Regions from separate parts of the Mus musculus genome. Here all the other regions are linked to region 3. A link is a contact called in public Hi-C and Micro-C data. All regions are on one chromosome and are shown on one strand. Each heading gives the region's core, a stretch centred on a gene start, on an enhancer-like site or on the middle of the called end of the contact. The rest is flanking DNA. Distances are from core to core; before and after follow the strand shown.

Region 1 (4,345 bases), core at 1,322-3,821, 180 kb after region 3:
CTCCCTCCTCCTCCCCCTTTCATCCTCTTCCTTCTCTTTTTCCTATGTCTTTTCAAGGCTCTATTATTCCCATGCATTGCATTTTAAAGACATACACTGGGCATACTACTTTATGCTCTGAAGTCCTTTTGGAGGGGTTTGTAATAACTACTGACTCAACAACTAAATGCTATTTTAGGAAGTGTTACTGGGGAACTGGAGAGATGGCTTAGTGGCTAAGAGCACTGGCTGCTCTTTCAAAGGACCTGGTTTGGTTCCTAGAACCTACATGGCAGCTCACAACCATCCATAACTACCAGTTCCTGAGGATCCGATGTCCTCTTCTGTCTTCCAAGGGCATCAGGCACACATGTGGTATACAGACATTAATGCAGGTAGAACACCCATGGGTATAAATTGTTTCTTAAAACAGTTACTTTAAGTAAATACAAGTGGGTGGGGCGGTCTTGGCAATGTACTTGCAGTACAGAGGACTTAAGTTCAGATCCCAGCACTCACCTAAAAATCTGGTCATGGTGGCAACTGTAATTCTGAGCCCGAGAAAGCAGGAACAGAAAGATCCTTGGGGCTCGCTGCCCAGCCGATGAGCTCCAGGTCAGTGAGACATGCTGGGTCTAAAAAGAACCTGGCCAGGTGACTTGAGGACACCTGATTTTGACCCAGCTCATATACATAGGAAACCCTTGCACATATGCATGCATGCATGTACACACACACACACACACACACACACACACACACATACACACACACACAGAAATGCTATTGGAGTGAAGGTTGAGAATAGACACCACTGGGTTGGAGAAATGGCTCAGCCGTTAAAGGCTAGGCTTGCAACCCAAAATATAAGAGAATAGACACCACTCATGCCATAAATGGATATCAATGACTGGGCATACAGCTGCCTTTTTCCTTGCCCAACTAGGACGCAAACTCTCCAGGTAGGAGGACTTCCTGCCTGGTCAGTTCTGTCTTTCTGTACATCACTCTGACAAGGGACTCTGTGCCTGTTTCATCTCTAAGGAGTGTTTCTGTCTTAGGTCTGTCAAAGTTCCTCTGCTGTAGAGACACCCCAGAGAGGAGAACCCAGTGAGAGTCTTTGGTCTTGGTTCACAGGCTAACCTTCTGGTGACTTTTAGAAGCAACTCTTAAATCCATCTGACTCAAGTGAAGGGAGAAAACAGAATTTGGGTTTTGTCCTGTTCAAAAGTTCAATACAAGACAAAGGAGATCATGTTGCCCGTGGGAGGCAGTGATGCCGATACCTGGATGTTATTCTTGGGCTACAGAAGGGAAGGGAAGGGAGGCAGAGCTGGGATTTTCTGTCCCTGTTCTTTGAGCTCCCCATTTGTACAACTGCTCACCCACTCCTCTCCTGACTCCTTCACTTTCCCTTCTGACGAATCCCCATATGTATCTGAGCCAATGCAGGCGGCCAGGTCCTGTGGGTCAGGCCTGGGTAAGGCAGGGGGCTGGACGCATGACTCTGGGAGACAAGTGTCGGGGATCAAGAGCTTGGAAGCCTTAGGAGTTTCCTTCTAGAACAGAGCTGTGGTGCATCAGAACAAAGCAAGAATTCTAACCCAGGGGAAGTGTGGAGAGGTGAAGACAGGAACAGGCTGCGGATCCTGTGAGCTCTTCTTTGAGGGTGTATCTTTAAGTGTGGACATGTGGCCTCAATAGTTTTCATTTCCCTTTGGAAGCTGCTGAGTCTATAGGAGCTGACTGAGGCCTTTTCTTTATGTAATGTAGTTCTACCAACATCTTAGCATCATATGGTCCAGACACACACACACACACACACACACACACACACACACACACACACAGAGTCAGCAAGGAAGCTGTATGGTGGCATTAGCTATTTTTGTGCTATTATTTTTCAAGCATATTAAAGTGATATTTAATCCTACTCTGTCTTGCTTTGCTCCTTCAGGCTGGACTTAGCCTAACTTCTGTGCAGGGGAGGGAGATCTACAAATGACAGGAAGATTTATTTATTTATTTATTTATTTATTTATTTATTTATGAATCCTGTGTGCATGCATTAATGCAAAAACAATATTGGGCTTAACTAACAGGCTACTTATTCAAAAGTTCCTCTAAACTGCCCTGTGGCCATTTTGTTTAGTTATGTCCTCTGGTTTCTTGCCTCATTGCCATGCCTGTCCCTATTGCAGCTGGAAAGAGAGTTTTAAGAACACCTCGAGGTGTTTTCAGATGGAGCCAGTAAACAGCTTTAGCCGACACCTCCAGTGAGTCTCGGGGACACAAGCCAGCACAAACAGGGAGTGGGACGCTTTGCTGATCGCTCTGGGCACTGAGACCTCACGACTGGTCGGATGAGGCAGACTGCAAATCAAGCAGGGACATGCTGAGGGGCCAGGGAGGGTTCAGTCCTGTTGCTTCTTGTAGGAGCTCCCTTCACACAGAGAACAAATGCTAGAGGAGGTTGAGCCCTCTTTTTGTCAAAGCCAGGGAGGAGGAAGCTTGCCATGGCCAAGGTAGGCTGGGGTCCAGAGATACTGACTCAGCACCGCCAGGCTGCAGTCTCAGACAGCAGCAGCATTGGCTGTGCACTTACACCCTCGGCTGGGTTTGGTGTCAGGAGCTCTAACAGGCACTCCAGTGTGATCCAGTGTGTTCATTCACATGTGGATTACACCACTGAGATCAGAGTCTAAAGAACAGTGTCTTCAGTAAGAGTGTTTGTCAGTACTTTCTACTGTTGAGCCCACGGTGCCTGGTTCCAACCAATACTCTTCAGTTAAATGAGAAATGAAGTTCTTCTACAGCTACCCGGTCATCCTTAAAAAGTTACAGATGAAGTACTCAAACAGTGACTAGACCAACATTGGGACACAATAAAAGAGGCTAGGCCCAGCCACATCCCTTACTATCCCACAGTTCTGTAGATTCCCGATGGCTTTCTATGGGAAGAAATCTGCTTTTGTGCTGGTCTGGCCCTCCTAGAGGAACGAACACCTTGCATGCAGGGCTGGTCACAAGTTAATAGACAACAAGACAACCCGCAACTAGAGCAAGATTTGACATACAAATGCCTTCCTTACCTGTCTTGTCTCTTGGGTGGGACACTCAGACACATGTTCAAATATCACCCCTTAGGAATCCTCATTTTCCAGGTTCGTTTCTCTGACTTTCCTGATATTCTGGGACCCCCATCCCTACATGATGTATATTTAGTATCTGTTTCCGGTAAGTCTGAGCTAAGACACTGTGACCCTTGCTGAACTCTTCTTTGACCATGAAGACGTTAGTGTGCTCTCTGGATGGTCCTGCCTACCCCAACCCTTCCTCTGCCATGCACTGGTCCTTTTCAGTGCCTTTTTCCACCTCCACAAGAGCATGCACAGAGATGGGTCACACATGCCTGCTCCCCTCATAACTGTCCTGTGCTCATGCGCACACACACACTATGTACAGAGACCCAAGAAAGCCAAGCCACAGAGATATGGGATGTTATAGAAAGAATCTCTGATGTGTGTGAGACTTACTACTCTGTTCGACTTCCTTTAGACTTGCTCTGGCTCCCTGTGTGGAATAACGCTCAGAGGTTCTAACTGCTCGTAAAATCAGAGCTAAGCGGTGAGACCCAAGCACAGAGCTCTGTATCCTGTTGTGTAGGATCAGTATTCTCTTTCCACTTCCTCCCCAAGCAGCAAGAGGATGGAAGTGTTTTTCACGAAGACAGGAAATATCTTCCCTACTGCTTTGTGAACTGGGTGGAGTTATCTTAAGCGAGAAGAGCCATTGGGCGAGGAGAGATGTGTGGGTTGGATTTGCAATGAGCAATTAACAATAGTGTTCCGTGGCCACACCCTGCAATTTCACAAAAGGGGAAGAAAAAAACCAACTTGGCAAAATAAATCTGTACTGCCTTCTTTAAATGTGCCCTCCACTGTTACCTTCTGTAACGTGTGCTATCGTTTCTCTGCTGTAGTCACACAGGATTATGTGCCAAGAAGCAGAAAGCCTTTCCTTGGCTGGCTTTCAGCATGCACCAATTTCAGTCATGACAGTTGAGTTATTAAACAGAAGCAACACAGTTTGAATGTCAATCAGTGTGGGCTTGGAACTGAGTTACTTGTAAGAAACATGAACTCGAGACTGTTAGCTCTTCAGTACATAAATCACTTCGTACGTGTGTTGGTGACCAAACACATGGCTTCTTGCAAAGTCTCTGGATGGCAGGTCACCTTGTGTCTGTCAATGGGAATTCACAACTGGACTGCAAAGTAGGTCGTTTTGAGCCTCCTTGTCTCCTAGTGATAACTCAGGGGACATTCCACACTGCGAATCATCAGTGGAGGGAACTGGCCATCAA
Region 2 (4,400 bases), core at 1,495-3,994, 200 kb after region 3:
TTCTCTAGCTTCTCTCCCTGGTGGCAGCCCAACCCAACCCAACACAGCCCAAGCCAACAATATGTGAACTCAAGTCAGCTTAGGATTTTGAACAAGATAGGTATGGATGGATGGATGGGCCGGCAGATGGAAAAACAGATAAATAGATTAGATCGGTTAGGGTTAGATAGAAGATAGAATAGCAAATGTTTTTACCCTTCCCCTTCCTTTTCCTGTATTGAGGCCAGAAACCTAATTCGCTGCTATTTGGAGGAGGAATCTTTAGGAGGTGATTAGATTTGGATGTAGGTCAGGAGGTGATGGGATATGTCATCTCATAGAAGAGATGGAATTTTTTTTCTCAGCAGCAGAAGAGAGGTTGAGGGAGGGAAGGTTGAAGGGAGGGAGGGAGAGGAGGAGGGAGGGAGGGAAGGAGGGAAGGGGGGAGAATTTACTCGGAAGAGAACACTTGTGATGTGGCCAGCTATGGTTTCAGTACAAAGATTTGTCTGCGGTTGAACTCGAGGACTAAGCAGCCACTTTTGCAGAAATAGTCCACACTGAGGGAATACCAAAGGGACAAGCAGAGCGAAGCTCGCCACACTTCTCAGATACTCCAGGACTGGCTGCTCAGAAGCAATGGTGCTCTCTTAGTTAAGAATGATTCAGAGCCTTCGGGCACTGCCATGTTGCCTTTCCTGTTAGAGGGGACCTTGGTTTGTGTGAGCCAGAAAGCAGCCACCCAGAACCTGTGCGGGAATGAATGGGAAGGAGGCAGGGTCCGCTGTGCTCCTGAGTGCGGAAGGCAGAGCATCAGACCAGTGAGGACGGTCGGGTCTAACTCAGTTAATTCAGGATATTCGAGCCTTAGATCCAACGCAGTTACCCTTGCTAGGGTGTGAACTTACTCTAGACTTATGTCAGATTTCTTCCTTCTAATTTCTCCACTTTGAAAATGAGATTGCTGACCTTAGGCCTTCGTAATAATTGTGTTTTGAAAGCATATAACACCTGGCTTCATTACCTCGCAGCTGGAGATCTCTGCTTTGAGTTAACGACACCTTGAATCTCAGTCACATCCAACGAAGATAACATTTAGGTGCAGCTGGCTGTAGACTGAGTGCTTGGAATGAGTTAAGACTTTTGAATCAATGGGAGGAAGGGGCATGCTCCCATGCAGGAAGGACATGAATGAGGTGGGTAGATGCCAGAGTTGGAATGTTATGAACTGAGAGTTTCAGGCTCCCTACTCTTCATACGTGTGATGCGGATCTATGGTCCTTAGCATGTTACTTAGCATAGATGACATCGCAAGGGTGGGGCTTTCATGGTGTAATTGGTGCCTTTATAAGAAGAGAAAGCAAAGAAGTTCTCTCTCTCTCTCTCTCTCTCTCTCTCTCTCTCTCTCTGTGTGTGTGTCTCTCTCTCTGTCTCTCTCTGTCTGTCTCTCTATCTCTCTTTCTCTCTGTCTCTCTCTGTCTCTCTCTCTGTCTCTGTCTTTCTCTCTCTCCTATGATTTAAAGGACACAGCAAGAGGGAGCAGCCCTCTGCAATTGAGGAGGAATCCCTCACCAGGAACTGACTCCACCAGCATCCAGGTCTTAGATTCCCTGACATCCAGAATGTCTGTATTCTGTCAGTCAGAAGTATTCCAGTCTGGCAGCACAAGAGAAGTTGGTTAATAGTCTTTACTGTTTTTCAGAAGAGCAAGTGTAACCTTGTAGGGTTGCCCAACTTTTCAACATTGCAACAGACATTTGTCATCTGCGAAGTTCAGGCTAGAACACAGTTACAAAAAGAAATCACAAGAGGCATCTCTTCCTGTTTTAAGTGAGCTTGTGGCTTTGTGTTAGCCTGGATTCCTGTCTATCCTGAGGTGCGTGTGGCCCGTAGGCTGCAGGTTGGGCACACCCACGGGGAGCCTAGGGATCTAAAAAGGACTTGGACAAGGAGATTTATAATGGCATGACTTGTGACAGTGAAAAAAATAAAAATAACCCAAAGTTTTATGTCTAGAAAATAAACGCCTCTGGTCTATGAAAAACTGTGATTCCTCTAAAACAAATAAGCGCAGTCAACATTTCTTGATGTGAAAACATGTTCTGCACACATGGTAAAATAGATAAGCTAGTTGCAGCACACTTTACCAACAAATGCATGCCTTCCTGCATGTGGAAACATAAATGCATATAAACACCTATACTTTCCACACTCATACACAAGTCACACATACACATACTTACCTATGAATGTATATAGTTAAGGACAGTATATACATTCTGGAATGATGCACAGTCAATGCACAATAAGGTTACTCAGAAAGGGACAGTGTAGGATTGGGCAATAGGCAGAGTTTTTCCTACCTGTACTGTTTCAATTACCAATGAGAATCTATTACTTACGCAATTAAAAACACTACAATGAGTTGTGAGGACTGTGGTTGAAATAAAAGGAAAGGAACGTTCCACCAGGATTTGTTTTTCTCTTTAAGTCTTCTCTTTGACTCAGTTTCACTAGACATGGAGACTTAGAAATAGAGATGGAAAAAGGTCCTTGTCTGTCTCCTGTCACGGAGTGGGCGTGCTGGAAGGACACGGTGTGTCTGGGGTGCGTTTCAGAGCGTACGCTGATGCTCATTCATGCGGAGGCGCTGACTTTTGCCCATAAAAGGAGGAATTAGAACATCAGAGCCAGATTGTTCCCATTTTCAAACAGCCCCAAAATGTCAACATTGACTGTCAATCACTTGTTCTCCATTCTCTCACAAACACTCCCTGGAAGCCAGGCCAGTCACAGAACACAGATGCGGGCAGGAAGTGTTTTGACAACACTGGCTACGCCTGTGATTAGGAGTCAGGATAGCGTAAAAATGATTAATATGCTCCTGAAAGAACAGGGAGCACACCTCCAGAGGGATAATTGCATGGGCGTCCCCGATGTGCTCACCTCCTCCCCAGACGCTGCCACACTTTCTGGCACAGGTTTCTTTTCCCCAAAACAACCCGTGGCTGAGAGTTTTCTGAAACTCCTATTTCTCTCTTTGTGAAAGGGTGTTTCTCTATAGCACAGGTTAGCCTCAAAATGGCAGTCCTCGTTGGTATCCCAAGTACTGAAAATACAGCTATTTGTCACCACACCCTGCTTGCTTCCACACACTGAAGTCCAAACTTAGGACCCTGTGCTTCTTAGACAAGCACTCCACCATGGAAGTGGATCTCCAACATCCACCTGCTCTCCTTTCTGGAGACCCAGTCTTAAGTGTCTCCATGATGCCCATCCTAATGATTCTGCGCTCATTAGATAGACGTGAACGTCCTTGAACTTATTCCGCATTTCTCTGGAGTGCTGGTGCAGGCCACCAGGAATGGGTTATGTATTTAGTGCTAGGGAGTGAACCGAAGGCTCCCTGCATGCATGGCAAATGGTCTACTAATAGGCATATGCTTTTTATCATGGTTATGTAAGAGGTGTAGAAGGTTCTTGGAAAATGGGCAGGAAGGTTGAAAGGTGTCAGAAGAATGTTAAAATCCACTCTACCACCAAATACATAATTCTTAAATTAGCAATAAAGCCATCTTAGTATTATATTTTTTAAAACCAATGGCTAAGCGGTCTCTCTGTTTAACAGTACTCCACAGGATGTGGCAGCTAACATTGCACCTGCTAAATTCTCAATTTATGAAGCGGAAAGCCGTCATTTAGCTCACCGCACATGCATTAAGGTGTCCTGGGGTAACTTTAATTACAAAACCGTATAATCACCAAGCAGCTGTCTTCTTCCTAGAAATGTATTCTCGCTTCTGAGCAGCCTTAGTCCCAGGCCACACCGTCTTACCTGGTGACAAAGGAACGAACTCCAGCACTGAGTATCAGAAGCTCTGGCTCATGTCCTGGGTGTCCCTGGATATCAGGCCCCAGGAGTATGGATTCCCTGAGTGGGCTTCAAGCTGCAGGTGGGTCACACCTACACTTGGAAACCTCAGCCAGAGTTTCTCTGCTTTCATCTGTGTGATACTGGGCTTTTTGAAGAGAGTTTCAAAAAAAGGAAAATTGTTCAACTCTCTCTTTTTCAATAAATAGTCACTGCACTCCTGCTATTCAACAAACTGTTTGGGGTCCAGAGGATCCTGCAGTGACGACGACATCTCCTTTCCTCATTGTGCTTAATTGCATCATCCCTGTGACCCTGGCAACCGCCAAGGCTCCGTATTGGACTCCACATTCTGTATCTCCAAGACTCATGGAGCAGGTATCCTGAGCATGCTCAGAGAACTTCTTGTCCATAGAGTGAATTGTCCAGTTGTAACTGTGACAGAGCAGAATGACCATCAGAGAGCTTCCAAGGGGGTGTGTTTTATGGGTGAATCTCAGAGTTCATAGTTTGACCCAGTCACTTCCTACTCAGTGGCCAGCTAAACCTC
Region 3 (4,555 bases), core at 117-2,616:
CAAATCAATAATTTAGGGATATATCTATTGGGCTAATTGAGAAGCAAGTATAGGAAAATATATGCTTGTAATCTGTCCTTGGGTAGTCGATATACTAACTCTTAGAGTGGTTATAAAAATATACACTCTGATTACATTTGGAATTAAATTTAAAATGTCTTTACTGGGTTGTGTCAATTGAAATTATATCAAAACCCTGTCTCGAAAAAAAAAAAAAAAAAAAGAAAGAAAGAAAGAAAGAAAGAAAGAAAGAAAGAAATAAATTATATCAAAAATGTTGGCAACCAGAGAGCAGAGGCAGAGAGGCTCAAGGGCGAGTTCTGGCTGCAGAGAACTTGTTTTTACCCTTGAGGGCTGGGCATAGAGTGATTAATCATCATAGGATATCAGATATATCCCCTGTCTCATTCAATAAGAAAGAGGCCAATAGTCGAGAAAGAGATGGGGTGGAGAAAGGGTGGTATGGATGGATCAGGAACTTATTATTGCGTATGTTTCCTCAGTGTTTTGTCAAGAGCACCCAGTGCTCACCAATTCTACAGTCTACTCTTCTGACTCCATTGCACCGTTCAATCCATCTGAAGAATAGTAGTCTATGAGTTTTGACATAGATTGTGTGACACAAACACACCCAGGTACAATGTATACTGTCAACTATGCCTTTTCCTAAGTAATTCCTGCTCCTACCACACTCTCAGAGGCAATCTACAGCTATTCCTGTGAGAGTGGGTAAGCATGTTTGTGTCTTACCATTGGTTAATTTTGCCTGTCTAGGCATTTCATGTTATAATCATAAAACATGCACTCTCCTGTAGAAAAAGTTCCCTTCACTTGGCTTAGTATTTTTGAGATGTCTGATTTTGAAAAGTTGAAAAAATATCCCTTAGTCTTTGGCGATTCTTGGGTTAGCATCAGGAATGCTGGGTAATGGTGGCGCGCCTTTAAACCCAGCACTCAGGGGGCAGAGGCAGGTGGATCTCTGAGTTCAAAGTCAGCCTGGTCTACAGAGTGAGTTCCAGGACAGTCAGGGCAATACAGAACCCTGTCTCCAAAATCCAAAAATCAATCAGTCAGTCAGTCAGTCAGTCAGTCAGTCAGTCTGCCTGCCTCCTGCCTGCCTACCTGCCTATCTATTTTTTTTTTTAAACTGAAGTGGTGAGGGTAATGGGGAGAGGAGAGGAAGTGGATCCTAAGTATAGAAACTCGGGCCTCTTAATTTTCTGATGCAAAACTGAGGACTGGTTCTTGTCAAGGTCATGCAGGTTGAGCTGAAACTGGAACCCAGATCTCCTGACCCACTCTTGGAACAGTGAGCCAGGCAGCTGAGCGAGGTGGTTGTTTTGAGCCGATGCCATGTGAGACTAGAGAGTTTCGACAGAGCTTTGCTTAGAGGATGTGAAACTACACTAACCTCATGTGACAAGAGAACCTTGGAGGCCTTGGTGTGGGGCCAGGAGAGGAAGTCTGCATGGCTTCTGGTTACCAACTCCACCTCTGAACCCACTGGCCTGGGGTGACTTATGGCGAACCTTCTCATTTGCAATAAAACCAGACATGGGGCAGGGAAAGCTTTTCTACGGCAGCGTGCAGAAGGCAGGGCACTGCTAAAAAAAGGTAGGTGGGCGTGGCCTCTAAAAGGCACCTTCAGCCACATGCGTGCTCCTCCCAGAGCAGGGGGATCTGGAGCTGCAAACAAATCCCTAGGGAGGGAGAGATGCTGTGGTTACAGACACAGCCTTTGTGTCTTGTATGCATGTTCCAATTCAGCCCCAGATGACAATGACCTGGTAGTTCCTGCCTGCCAGCTGTTGGCTGGCCTCTGTGAAAGTCCCCAATGTTTGGGCCAATGCCTCGTGGGCAGGTATCCATATCATGAGGCCAACTGGCACTGTTGGCACCTTTGTTGGTCAAATGAGCACAGTGACTTGGGACAGAGGTGGCTGATCCACCCTCCCTACCAGCTGGCTGGTGGGAGCCTGTGGGCAGGTGCCCTGGGGAGAAAAGGGTTCCAGTTGCCATGGTAACTGTTCAAAAAAGGAGGTTCCCTCCTCAAGGCCAGTTTGGTGTCTTTTCTGCAGGGGAAGAAATGGATCTGTGGCAGCCAGGCCGGCCGTGTATATCAATTCGTGCCTCATCTGTTTGGAATCTTTACTTCTAATTGGACCTATTATTAGTGTCTGGGAGAGAATCTGAGGGCTGGTGGATCTGTTGAGAGATGTCATTATAGCAAAGACTAGGTCACCAGAGAAGTCCCAGAAGAATCATTCCCGTGTATACCAAGCAGAGCTGGACAAAGAATTCCAAAGGCTTTTTTTTTTTTTTTTTTTTTTTTTAAAGGCAGACTTGCAGGTTGGACGAGTTCTCTGGGCTATTCCGGGATATGGAGATTAGCACTGACTGAGGCCTTCACCCTAGATGTCCTTTGGCCAAACTGTCCTGGGCACAGGGGTGAAGGGACCCTGGTCAGCTTGCTGGGCCTGGCTAGTTTCCCACAGTGAATGCATTGTAAAGAACCAAGCATTCTCGTCGATGCTGTCTCTTCTGTAAAGGTTTCACGTATGCCTTTACCTTGGACGGACGTTTCTGGCTTTGATCAGAAAGTCCAACTCCTTCATCTTACTACTTCTGCATCTCGCTTCTGATGAAAGCCATCCTCACGCAGGTCACTGGGTTGAGGGTCAGTGATTTTTCCCACTCAGCCTTTCTTCTGTGTGTTGGTATAAAGATCCTCTGTTCCAGGCTTTGAGATGATTGGGAGAAATACTAGCACTGTGTGAGTGCAGGAGCTTCTGAGCCCCTTCCTGGGGCAGGGCGTGGATTGTGCTCTGTTCTGCCTACTGATAGCTAGTCAGAATCATTTAGATGGGCTGGTAGGTACCTAGGATTAGGAAATATGACTTATTCTGGCTAAACCTGAACACCTTGCCTGCAAGTGTGGCCGTGGTGGACACAGCCATCAATTGTCTAACGTAGCAAGTGAGACTAGAACAGATCTTCCTGCTGCTGCTTGCCAGCTGGTTCTGGTTCTGGAGACCGAATTACACACACACACACACACACACACACACACACACACACACACACACACACACAGTTCTCACTATATTTTCCCAGTAACGGATTGAACTTGCAAAGTGTTGTCCTGTGTCCTACTGCTAAGCAAATATTTAGAATTTGTCTTCTGAGCTGGGACACTGGGGATGCAGAGAGAGACGGGGCATCATCATCTGCTATCCCAGAGGCCCTCACAAGGGAGAGACGGCAAGGAAAAGGTCCTCACAACTGTCCCGAGTTCCTTCAATGATGGACAATGATATAGAAGCACGAGTTGAATAAACCCTTTTATCCCCAAGTTGCTTTTGGTCATGGTATTCCATCAAAGCAACAGAAACCCTAACTAACACACTTTCCTGGCATGCTCGAGGCCACAGGATCTATCTCCAGCACAGACTGCATAGAGCAGCCATGGTGGCACACAACCATAATCCCAATACATGCAAGATAGAAACAGGATGATCAGAAGAAGTTCCAGGTCATGGCAAGTTCACAAAGCAAGTTCAAGGCTGGGCTACATGAAACTCTACCTCAGAAAACATGAACAGAGCAAAGAACTGAATGCCACCACATCATGAAGAAAAACTGTGATTTCTAAAAAAAAATAATTCTAGTAATTTTGTACATTTATCCTATTAATTTGTTTTTGCTTGCCCCAAATTTTAACTCATTGCTGAAAGACCTGATTATAGGCATAACAGTGTTTCAGGATTGTTGAGTTATTATTATTGTATTTGTTGCTATCCCTCTTTTTTCCCTCCTCTTTCTCCCTTTCTCCTTCCCCGCTTCCTCATCCTCTCATGCCCCACTTCTTCTTGAAATTTGGGGTTTCCTTTAGTGGAAGAAGAAAAAGAAATAGTACCAACGAGTCCCTCTGCAGCTCAGGCACTCTACCTTGGACAAGAAGAGTCCTTGTGCACAGCAGTAGCCACAATGATGCCCAACTCCTTTGTAACCTCCTAGTGGAAGCGCTGCATGTAACATACCTTCTTGGTGCCCTATAGATTGTAAAGACACGAACAGAGCACATATGAAGGAGAGGAGGCTGAGAACATAGCCAAGGGAGAAAGAAGAGCAGAACTGATAAAAAATGTCAGAAGGGACTAGAGTGGGGGTGAGGTTGGGGGTGGGGGTCTTTTGGGGAGGGGGTGGTCATAGCAACCTCACAGGAAGAACATCCAATGACTGAGTCTCTGAAATATTGGCCTGGTCGCCAGACTCCCTACAGCTCAAGTGATTATACTTACATATCAAAGGAAAAGGTGACCCTGAAGCCGGGACAACTCCGGACCTTATAGGGAGAAACAAAGGGGGAAATGGGTGGAGAGCTGCAGTATGGGAAGGGTTCAGTAATTGTGCAGGGAAGTGATGGGGTTACAGACGAATTAGGCAGCTGATACATTACTAGACTGGCTCCTGGAAATGAGAGATAAGACTGTGTTAGAGTTAGGACAGGGGCTTGGAAAGAGGGAGAGACGGTCGGTCACTCTTTCTCGGCTCT

The links. A called contact is a pair of places that touch in the nucleus more often than the background predicts.
Region 1: a contact with region 3 is called in a Hi-C map of liver, with 2.2 times the contacts expected there. The contact joins two enhancer-like sites. A contact is called at or near these places in 3 of 484 Hi-C or Micro-C datasets (CD4 T cells, granulocyte-monocyte progenitors and liver) and 2 of 115 datasets of contacts at active chromatin or transcription factors (bone marrow-derived macrophages and stem cell-derived neural progenitor cells).
Region 2: a Micro-C map of macrophages shows a contact between it and region 3, with 2.7 times the contacts expected there. The contact joins two enhancer-like sites. A contact is called at or near these places in 3 of 484 Hi-C or Micro-C datasets (bone marrow-derived dendritic cells, macrophages and trophoblast stem cells) and 3 of 115 datasets of contacts at active chromatin or transcription factors (bone marrow-derived dendritic cells, embryonic stem cells and stem cell-derived neural progenitor cells).

The regions. Positions count from the first base shown.
Region 1 is chr13:112,112,485-112,116,829 of GRCm38.p6, forward strand. No RefSeq gene overlaps it. Among named protein-coding and RNA genes, the nearest start is that of Gm41062, 14 kb to the left of the region's middle. Within about 2 kb of position 2,572, at least 36 of the 459 cell types and tissues checked have an H3K27ac peak or open chromatin away from gene starts, as enhancers often do. A contact at or near this core is called in bone marrow-derived macrophages and liver, where this site is marked.
Region 2 is chr13:112,128,682-112,133,081 of GRCm38.p6, forward strand. No RefSeq gene overlaps it. Among named protein-coding and RNA genes, the nearest start is that of Gm41062, 30 kb to the left of the region's middle. Within about 2 kb of position 2,745, at least 37 of the 459 cell types and tissues checked have an H3K27ac peak or open chromatin away from gene starts, as enhancers often do. A contact at or near this core is called in macrophages, where this site is marked.
Region 3 is chr13:111,934,760-111,939,314 of GRCm38.p6, forward strand. No RefSeq gene overlaps it. Among named protein-coding and RNA genes, the nearest start is that of Gm15322, 58 kb to the right of the region's middle. Within about 2 kb of position 1,367, at least 164 of the 459 cell types and tissues checked have an H3K27ac peak or open chromatin away from gene starts, as enhancers often do. A contact at or near this core is called in bone marrow-derived macrophages, liver and macrophages, where this site is marked.